2 separate regions of the Mus musculus genome follow, and region 1 is linked to region 2. A link is a contact called in public Hi-C data. All regions are on one chromosome and are shown on one strand. The core of a region is the stretch at or near the end of the contact, and the rest is flanking DNA. Distances in the headings are between cores, read along the strand shown. Region 1 overlaps Fam83f (family with sequence similarity 83, member F). Region 2 overlaps Enthd1 (ENTH domain containing 1).

Region 1 (5,327 bases), core at 748-3,247, 130 kb after region 2:
CCATGTATGTGGGTTCTTAAAGTTGAATGCAGGTAGTCAGGGTTGAGGGCAAGCATCCCCCACCCCCAGGCCACTGGGATTTATTAAGCAACGCCAACAACCTTTGATGCCCAGATCAGAATGTGCAACTAGAGGCTTGGGTCCACTGTTGTTACCTAACTTTGTGAGTGTAATTACAGCCATCTTTATCCTGGAGGCCAAACAAAAGAGATGCTAGGAAGGACAGTGAAGGTCTCTTCTTTCTGGGAGGCGTGGCCTGGCTGTGGACGAGATGCTTGCCAGAGAAGTTAGCTTTTCACTGTCCTTCCTTCCACCTTCCCTCTAGATAATTGTTCCTTGTGTGACTAAGCTTTCTTTGTGTGCTACACTCTGCTGAAAAAGAAAAAAAAGGCAAGACTGAACACACACACACACACACACACACACACACACACAGGATAAGGAAGTGGGTGGCAGTGGATTGTAGCTGGAGTCAAGGGTCAGGACTGATGGTGAAACATTCCGTAACATTCACCAAACTAATTTACTTAGCTTGTGACATGTCACCCACTGTGTTTTTGGTCATTTGCTTTCAGAAGTTGACTGAAATTGTGTGTGTGTGTGTGTGTGTGTGTGTGTGTGTGTGTTGGTAGGTCAGAGGATAACTTGCAGGAATCCATCTCTCTTTTCTCCCAGTGGGAAGTGAGTTGTAGGTTTGGAATGGCAGATTAAAAAAAAAAAAAAAAAAACTGGGATGGGCAGTCTCAGTGGAGTACTGAGTGGGAAATGAGAGAGTTCTTTTCTTTCAAAATACAAAGCAGTTTGTTTGTTGGGAGCTGAGCCTGTGTACGTCGCTCTCTTTTATAGTAAGGAAACTGAGGCTCAGAGCACAAATAGCAGCTAGGCTGTCAAGTTTAGCAGCAAACCTTCACTGCCCAAGCCCTGTCTCATACTCTGGGCAAGACAGAAGTTTTCCTTATATTTGGAGAAAAAAACCAAACAAACAACAAAATGCAGGACAGTTTGTTTTTAATGTATGTGAGTACACTGTTGCTGTCTTCAGACACACCAGAAGAAGAGGGCATCGGATCCCATTACAGATGGTTGTGAGCCACCACGTGGTTGCTGGGAATTGAGCTCAGGACCTCTGGGGAGAGCAGTCAGTGCTCTTAACCGCTGAGCCATCTCTGCATCCCCAACGCAGGGCAGTTAAGTTACTAGGACAGTTAAGTTATTTGCCTAACTTAGTAAACAGCAGAGGCAGAATCCAAACACTGAAGCCCTAGCTCTGAACCACTGCACTACCCTAACCTGCTGCCCTTTGTCACGGTACGGTGGGATTCTGCATGGAGTTTGAATGGATATAGTACAGTCCACAAGCTGTGGTATCCATCCTGTTACCCCGGTTAGAAGGCAGACACCAGGCCCTGCTCCACAGTGCCTTCCATGACCTGTATGGTAGGGCTTTCTTAACTCTTTAAATAAATATTTAACAGACTATGTTGCCAGTGAACCCATACTGTATGTGCAGATTGACCTGATAACATGTTTCCAGAGAGTCTACTGTATGCCGGGCACTAGCCATAAAGATCCAAGCTGTGGACTTTGCCCTTCAAGTGAAGCTTCTGCTAGAAACGAAAGGGAGTTTTGAGGCTGTACCTGGGAGGCTGGCCGCCTGTGGCAGGTGGGTTGCAGGTTTGGAGGGAGGACTGAGAGGAAACTGCGCTGTCAGTCTCTCCCTTAGAGACTGCTGAGCAGGAAGTGGGAAGTTGCTCTTGCTTCAAAATGCAAAATAGTTTGATTGGAGGGAGCCGAGGACTTTGTGGGGTGTGGTAGGGGTATGTACAAGTGAGGAAACTGAGGCACAGAGCGGGAAGGAAGTTTGCTTAAAGGTCACCTGTGTAGTTATTGGAAGACCCAGATCTCTACCCTGCACTCCAAATGCAGCAGCATGTCCTGACCACTGCCTGGCCCTGCCCCTTGCTCATCCTACTGGCAAGCCCATTTCCTTGGCAATCAAATCAGATTGCCTTCCCTGTTCGCCCTGAAGGAGGGAGTTTCCCATGTTTCCTAGGAGTGTCTGGCAGCCTCAGGGCTGAGAGATGATAGGTGGTGTGCTGAGATCTCACGACCTTGGAGGGAAGGCAGTCGAGGGATTCTGGGTTTTATTTCATTTAATCCTCAGAATAATCTTATAAAATGCTATTATTTTTGTTCCCAAAAGACAGGTAAGAAAGAGGGAGTTGCCGTGACTTGACCACACAAGGGATTCTTCCACTCCAGTAAAGAGAAAGGGAAACGGAAAAAGGAGCCTAAGGGGGCACTTTGAAAACAATTTTGCCTTTATTTCCAGCACTCTCGAGGCAGAGACAGAAGGATCTCTGAGTTCGAGGCCAGCCTGGTCTAAGAGTGAGTTCCAGTACAGCCAGGGCTACACAGAGAAACCCTGTCTCCAAAAACAAACAAACAAAAACAGAACAACAAAACACAATTTTGGTTTGGGGAGGAAGACCCAGGTATGACCCCAGTGAGGGTGTGGGTCAGTATGGTGGTGGTCCCTATCCATGGAAGAAAAGCCTCCGAGGGAGTTCAGCTTTAACTAGCCATTCTCTGGACTTCTGAAAATGGCAGAAAAGCTTTCCCAAGCTGTGCTGCTACTCAGCATTCAAAGATCCAGCTGTGTTTGCTTGTGGGGTGGTTTCTGTTGCTTTTCTGCCTCGAGAGATCTGCTTATTCTGGCATCATTAATGATGTCCTTTGTCTACGAAAACTCTAAGCCTTTTAGAAACCCTGGCCTGTGCCATGCTAACAAGGAAGACCAGGGCAAGCAAGCTTCTGCTGTATGGGCAGCTCAGACATCCAGGGAGTATCTATCCTGCAGCAAGACCCCTTGGAAAACTGGGAAGCCAGAGTCAGAGGCGCAGACCACCTCAGTCCACTGGGCTGGCTGCTACGAGGCCTTGCATGCCTTCGATCATGGAGGTCTCCTGAGTGTTACAGTGCATTAGTGGAAAAGAGGTGGACGAGACTTGCCCCTGCTCTTAAGTAGTAATAGCCTGCTAATCCATCCTTCTAATTCAGTATGACAAATGCTTTAGAGAAGGTGTGGCGGGAGAGACACCAGTCCCACCCCTAAGCCAGGTTAGCAAAGGCTCTTTGAAGCTGTCCGAACATCTCATCTAGCCAGAAGAAGGGTGAGGTGGCACCAAGCCTGGGCTTGTCCTTATGACCAGTGGAATCCATTTGACTCCTGACTCCAATATTCCCGGATCTCACATTCTAACTACACCAGCTTCCCACTACTCCGTGAACTGTTGATTTCCTTCTTATCGTAAGACAGGCATTATTCTCATGTCATGGAGGAACCCTGAGGTACAAAAGAATGGAGTGGACTAAGGCTGAGGAGAATTGGAGAGAGGCTCCAGGCTCCAAAGCACATGGTATGGTAGATAAAGCAGCTTTGGCCAGACAGGTGTCAGGAAGCAAGGGTGAACAGCTGGGATGCCGTGCCCAAGGAATATGCAAAGTCTTGGCCATGTCACCAAGAGACCTGGTTTTTCAGGTGACAGGCTTATCTTCTCCCATGGCCATCAGTCTCCAGCCATACTCAACAAATGGTACCAAGTTGAGTGTCTTGTCTGCACTAGGTTCGGTGCTAGCGATTGACTTACAGAGAAGTAGACGATGTCACTCCCTAGGGGAGCAGGGGATAGGCAGGGAGATGTCTATGGTCAAAGTAGTTACTGGGCAAGCATGAGGACCAGAGTTCAAACCACCAGAGCCCATGTAAAAGTGGGTGACTGTAGTGGCTTACATATACATTTCAATCAAAGAAGGTAGAGACAGGCGATCCCAGAACAAGCTGGCTAGCAAGGCTAGCGTTTGATGTGCTCTGAGTTCAATTGAGAGACCTTGCCTCAAAGACTAAAAGTGGAAGAGTTGTCAAGGATGATCCCCAGCATCCACATGCATGTGCACCCACACATGTGTGCAAATAACATGCATGCCACATATGTGTGGAAACTGAAAAAGGAAGAAGAGACGTCCATGATAACATTGGAGAGTTGGATACTATGCTCACTTACACTGCCCTCACCGCTGGTCCTGTGCCTAGCTCCCTGTCTTATCCTTCTCCCTTTCTACCTCAGCAGGGCAATTGATTAGCTGAGCTGCCCCTCTCCCCCACTTTTCAAAACAACCCAGTCTCTCTATGTAGCCCAGGTTGTACTACTACATAGTGCAAGCTGGCCCAAACCTGCAGTGATCCTTCCACGTCGGCCTCCTAAGTATAGGCATGTGCCACCATGCCCCAGCCTGAGCTGCTCTTAGAAGCTAATTTAAATGCACAGAGCCAAAGGCAGCCTCTCCGAGCAGCCCAGGGGTCTGCGGTTCACACATACTGCTCCCTCTCTCAACTCTTCTGCCTTCCCACAAGTGACTATTCTACATGAGCATTGTCTCAGACACACGTGGGCAGTTCTGGGGTCCTTGTTTCATGAGGGCTCATGGGTAGTGGCCCTTCTACATTTCCAGTTCTAGCTCCACGGGCCTCTGGTTCTTGCCCCAGCTTGTCTGGGCTTCCTCTGAAATCTCTAGGCATGTTGGCTGCGGAATTTTAAGTCTGTCTTTGTGCTCAGTCATTGTTTTGGGGAGCTGGGATCTTTGAGTAATGGAGCCCCGACTTCCATGACAGTGACAGAAGCCAGGCTTTGAAGTTGAAGGATCTTATCTTCTGTCTTGATCCAGCCATCCTCTTAGGAGCTGGGCTCCTTTGGACAGATCTCTTCCCAGTTGAGTCTGCTAACCAATAAAATAGATGGGACAGTGTCTAGGTTTCTAGATACTTTAAAAAAGGAGGGAATGTCTGTGGGAGCTAAGCTTACCAGCAGCAGAGATGTTAATTGTCCTGAGAAATAGCTGCTTCTTTCTGTGAGCAACAGAGGGGAGCTGCACTGAGAGCTGCCAGCCTCAGGGCCTGGGACTCTGGGGAGATGCAGTTTCTGTTTCTATAGAGAAACTCAGCACCTGCCCCTCAGTCCCCCTTTTAGTGTATTCACTGGCCTTGCTTTGGTGGAGGCAGAGGGAGTTGGCTGTTAGCCTGTGGCACCCAAACCCTTAGGCTGGGATCCCTTTGGACTCCGCTGTGAGTAGGGAGTAATGAGACAGAAAAGCATGGAAACACCCACCCTACCCTCCCCTAAACTGGGAAGAGACTATGTACTTGAGGTAGTCCCTGGAAGGGCCTGACTACCTGCACAGGCTCAGCCAGGGTCTAGCAACAGCCCCCAGACCCTTTGACTATAGAGACCTACAGCTTCCGGGGAGAAGAGTCACCAGCCAGAAGTGAG
Region 2 (4,921 bases), core at 504-3,003:
AGAAAGCTCTGAATTACGTATGGGGCTGGAAAGATGGCTCAGCAATTAAGTGCATTTCACTCTTCCAGAAAAACAGGTCTTAGCACCCACATGACAGCTCTCAATCAGCTATAACTGCAGTTCCAGAGGATCTGATGTCCTCTCTTGGCCTCTGTAGACACTGCACACACATAGTGCACAAACATGCATGCAGGCAAAACACTCATACACATACAAATAAATATTTTTTAAAAAAGAAAATTACTAGTGAGAATTAGTTGTCTAAATAGCATCTTTTATGGTTAAGCCTATGTCTGTAGAGTGAAATTCCCTTGAACTATTAAAAACAACATAGCAATCACTATAGTTTTTTCCTATACTTTCCTGTTGGGTACTTAAGTCCATGTAGATGAGCAAAATTAACTTTTTTGGTTGTTGGTTTGTTTTTGTTTTGTTTTGTTTTGTTTTGTTTGTCAAGGCCAGTTGAGAATCTGGTCCTCCAGTCACTTGGCTTGAGAAGGGCTTCTGGCTCCTCTGGTCAGGGCCTTGCTTGGCTGTGGCTTTGCTTGGAAGCATGGACACAGTTATTCCTGTGTTGTTCCTCCTCTTTACAGAGTAGGCGCTGGTTAGTCTACCCAGTGAAGCCCCCATATTTCGAATAAAGAGATTATCTTAGAAGCTAACAGTCCAGTGGCTCCTGGACTTGAGGCCTTGGCTGTGGCTGTGGGGTCAGAGCTGGGATCCTTCTGCCTCCCTGACTCATCAACCTCTATGCTTCGGTTGTGAGAAATGCCCAGTTCTAATGGCACACTAACATTTTCATAGCTGGTCTTCTGGGATCTAGCGCATGGATACTGAAGAATCAATTATGTCTTGTATTACTATCTCTCTGTAGGGTTGAGATGTGCTTCCCACCAATAGGGGGCTGGAACAATGTCTCTGGACAACGGATCCAGAAAGTTCTGCAACAGGATAATGGCAGCATTGTAAATCAGACAACACTAAGAAAAATAGGGCAGCTCAAGCCAGCTCAGAATTATCACCAACCCTGCTTCTGGGCAAAGTAATGGGAGTCCCATCAGAGCATCTGTCTTCTTGCTAAGAAAGTGCTAGGGCAGCTGCCTCTTCTATAAGTGAGAATAGAGAATGATAGGTGATAGATTACAATTCTATTAGAATTGCATTATAAAAAAAAAGCGATCAGGGTTGGAGCGAGCGGGGCCAGAGTGAGCTGGAGAAGGGGGTGAGAAGGGGGGTTAAAAAAAAAAGAGATGAGACCAGGCAGTGTGGTGTATGCCTTTAATCCCAACACTTGGAAGGGAGAGACAGGAGGATCTTTGGGTTCAAGACCAGCCTAGTTTATAGAGAGAGTTTCAAGACAGCCAGGCAGCCAGGGCTACATAGAGAAATCCTGGTGTGTTTGTGTTTGTGTGGATGTGTGTGTGTGTGTGTGTGTGTGTGTGTGTGTGTGTGAGAGAGAGAGAGAGAGAGAGAGAGAGAGAGAGAGAGAGAGAGAGAATGAATATGAATGGTTATCTCGAGAAAAAGAAGAAACTAGGAGAGAGAATACAGGCCAAGGCCTGAACTGGCTGAGACCCTTCATTTCCCTGGTGGAAACATGACCAAGTAGAGCTGAAGACCCACAAGTGGCCTGTCCACCTTCACTGCCTTGGTTGGGGCTGAGAATTAACAGAAGAGTCAAGTGTGGTCTGCTAGCTTCTCTTCAAGGAGGTTCTAGGGAGGAGTTAGGTGAGATGTGTTTTAGAGAAGGAAGTAGTCAAGGAAGGGGAGGAGCTGGACTCATAAAGGCATTCAGTTGGGGCTGCGGCTTCCAGACAGCTCCTCCCTGATCAAATCACCAAGCATGTGTCCTTGTGGGCCCTAGGTGTCCTCCCTCGTGTACCCAGCACACCAGGAAGGAATCAGCACCTGATAAAATGTAGAAATTCCCTTCCAAGTGTCTTTAGTACCTTGGCTCAAGGTCGTCATGCAGCACTCTGCTGCTAAGCCAGTCTCCCTGCCTCTCAGCATCCCTGGCCTCCAGCCTTCCAGAGCACATGGGAGAACAGAGTGTCAGGAGTATGCCTGAGCCTTCGGACAGACGTGGGGAATATAAAACCAAGGCCCTGGAGGCTGTGCAGCGTCTTGGTTCTCTCTTAGCTTTAAACCCTTTAAGTTTTAACGTCAGCCTTCCCAGAGTTCTTGGGTTTTCTGGTTTTACTGTTTTGAGACAGGGTTTCACAGAGCTCAGACAGACTGGAAACTTGCTATGTAGCTGAGGCTAGCTTTGAATGCCTGTTCCTCCTTCGCTTTACAGTGTGCTCTTTGGTCCAAGTATATAGCTCACGACTATCATCCCTGTACTTGATACCTGGTTGCTTTAGATGAGGTCTCTCACTGACCTTGGAGCTCACTGACTAGGCTAGGCTGACTAGCCAGTTGTCCTGTCTCTTCAGTGTTAGGATTATAGCATGTGCCACGAGGCCTGACTTTTTTTTATGTGGGTACTAGGGATTGAATTCAGGTCCCCACACTTGCACAGCAAGCACTCTCTTCAAAACACTATTTGACACTTTTACTAGGACGGACACACACACATACACACACACCAAGAGAGAGAAAGGCGGAGGGAGGAATTGGCATGTAAATCGAGGTCTTAATGCCAGTGTACTAAGGACTGTGATGGACATGGGGCTGGCTGAGGAGAACTGCATCTCTTACCCAGGACCATAGGCAAGGCCTTCCTACTGAGCACTCGCTCTGAGCTCTCTGTTTCAGTGAGAGCACATGTCCCAAGAAATGCAGATAACAAAAAATCGGGCCCTAATAGTATTAGACTGATGGCTTGTTATGTGCCTGACCCTCAAATACATCTCTAATGCCAACGGGCACTCTCCGAGCTCATTATGAAGTCTACTTTATGAAAGAGAATAGCAAGGCTTAAGGTGATGAAGAAACTTGCCCAAAGTCAGAGTGTTAGTGAGTTGGAGCAGAGACAGGCTCAGTAAAGATGGTACACGTCTCAATTCTTTGACTGACCTTGGCCTATGATCCATTGCTATTTATCTGATGAGAATCCAGAGTAACTATGTTGACACAGCACTGCCAGCCCTCGCCTGCCTCTCTCCCTCTCTCTCTTCTGTTTGCTTTCTCTGCCTTTGCTGGGCACGATAAATACAGTACAGCAGAAAGACTTAGCAGGTGAGGGAAGGTCACTTTCAAGTTTAAACGAATTCAAGCCTTGCTTCTTGTGCTCACAATTATCAGTCCAACTCTATTTGTTGAAAGGGAACAAACGGCTGAAACATGTCACTGTGTTAAGTAAACGAACTGTGCTTAAATGCACAGTGATATAAGCTAAAGCCACAGGCTCATGACGACCCAAAACCTGTGATGTTTTGGAAAACATCCTTTCATAAAAACAAAAAACAAACAAACAAACAAAAAGACTCTGGGAGCCTGCATTAACTAGCCCACCACCAATGCATATCTAAAACTGCATTTATTAGTCTGCAACCACACATCAGATTAATGTTTTGACTAGTGCTGTCTAACAAGAGTAGGGGGAAAAAAGAAGACATTAAGTCTGATCCACTCTGAAGCTAGAGAGCTTTCCCTGCACAGTGCTTAGCCGCTGTATCATACTGGCTGAGAACTGTCTGTCTCCTTCAACCCCAGGTCTAGACTTCTCTGCACAGGAGCAATACAGTTGTTTGATTTGTTTGCAGTTGTTTGATTTTGTAGCCTTGACTTGGCTAATCACATCTAAAGTAAATACTCATGTGTTTAAAAGGTGTTTTTCTTGCATTTTTGCTAGTGAGCCTAGCCTTTAACAGCCTAGCCATCTTTCCAGGTATGGTAAGTAGTACATGTCTTTAATCCCAGAACTCGGGAGGCAGAGGCAGGCAGATTTCTGAGTTCGAGGCCAGCCTGATCTACAGAGTGAGTTCCAGGACAGCCAGGGCTACAAAGAGAAACCCTGTTTCAAAAAACCAAAAAAAAAAAAAAAAAAAAAAGAAAGAAAGAAAAGAAAAGAAAAAGAAAAAGAAAGAAAGAAATCAAATACCTGGTGTTTTCTTTCCTTCTTTGAGAATCTGAATCCAAACCACCCCAAGAGATTTTAGTCATTTATAGCCTAAGTATAAATATTATTATAAATATAAATAAAACATTATATTTCTAGAATATTTGCTTCTGCACTTTAATGTACAGTTGTGATCGAGGGCTTAAATAAAAGGCTTGGTTTGTTTAAAGTTTGGTGGGTTATTGGTACGGCGCATCACTGTTGGAGACAGGACAGAGAAGCAGAAGCACCCTAGACACAAACCAGCCATGAGTACGGATGTGAGATGCCTTGTTCCTAAGAGAGAGACTGAGGATGGCCCTAGGAAGCCAACATAGCAATGTACCAAAGTCTGCTACTTCCAGGAAAATGGCTTTACATAGCTTTCTAATAACACTGAAATTTTGTTCTTTTAAAATGTGTCCATTTTTGAAATATGACTTTAATTTAAATATGTGGATATATGCAAAAATGGCCTATGTAAATAAAAGCAACTGCAATTTCACAACTCACTTAGTTCAGAATAAAAAGGCACTTAACAACCTATAATGAACATATTTTCAAAAATCTAGTTTTAGAAGAATATCACTGAGCGTCCTGGTGCACATCTTTAATCCCAACACTTAGGAGGCAGAGTCAGGTGGATCTCTGTGAGTTCAAGGCCAACCTGGTCTACAAAGCAAGTCCAGGACAGCCAGGGCTGGTTACCATGAGAAACCCTGTCTTAAAAAAACAAAAACATATTTGTCTAAGTGTATGATTTGATAGTATGACAAAGTTTCACATTTCTTTGAGCATTTACTAAACAATTTCAATTAAGCACATTCTAGAAGTTCACTGAAACCTTGTAAAGGTATTTTACAGGCTTGGTTATGAGAG

What was found. A called contact is a pair of places that touch in the nucleus more often than the background predicts.
Region 1: a contact with region 2 is called in a Hi-C map of regulatory T cells, with 2.1 times the contacts expected there. The contact joins two enhancer-like sites. A contact is called at or near these places in 3 of 39 promoter capture datasets (the C10 cell line, the HPC-7 cell line and embryonic stem cells), 4 of 484 Hi-C or Micro-C datasets (CD4 T cells, embryonic stem cells and regulatory T cells), 4 of 115 datasets of contacts at active chromatin or transcription factors (double positive thymocytes, embryonic stem cells and regulatory T cells) and 4 of 9 other capture datasets (adipose tissue, embryonic stem cells, liver and 1 more).

Annotation. Positions count from the first base shown.
Region 1 is chr15:80,673,409-80,678,735 of GRCm38.p6, forward strand. The region is part of intron 1 of Fam83f (family with sequence similarity 83, member F); the gene reads left to right. Among named protein-coding and RNA genes, the nearest start is that of Fam83f, 4.2 kb to the left of the region's middle. Within about 2 kb of position 1,998, at least 22 of the 459 cell types and tissues checked have an H3K27ac peak or open chromatin away from gene starts, as enhancers often do. A contact at or near this core is called in regulatory T cells, where this site is marked.
Region 2 is chr15:80,542,503-80,547,423 of GRCm38.p6, forward strand. The region is part of intron 1 of Enthd1 (ENTH domain containing 1); the gene reads right to left. Among named protein-coding and RNA genes, the nearest start is that of Enthd1, 16 kb to the right of the region's middle. Within about 2 kb of position 1,754, at least 39 of the 459 cell types and tissues checked have an H3K27ac peak or open chromatin away from gene starts, as enhancers often do. A contact at or near this core is called in regulatory T cells, where this site is marked.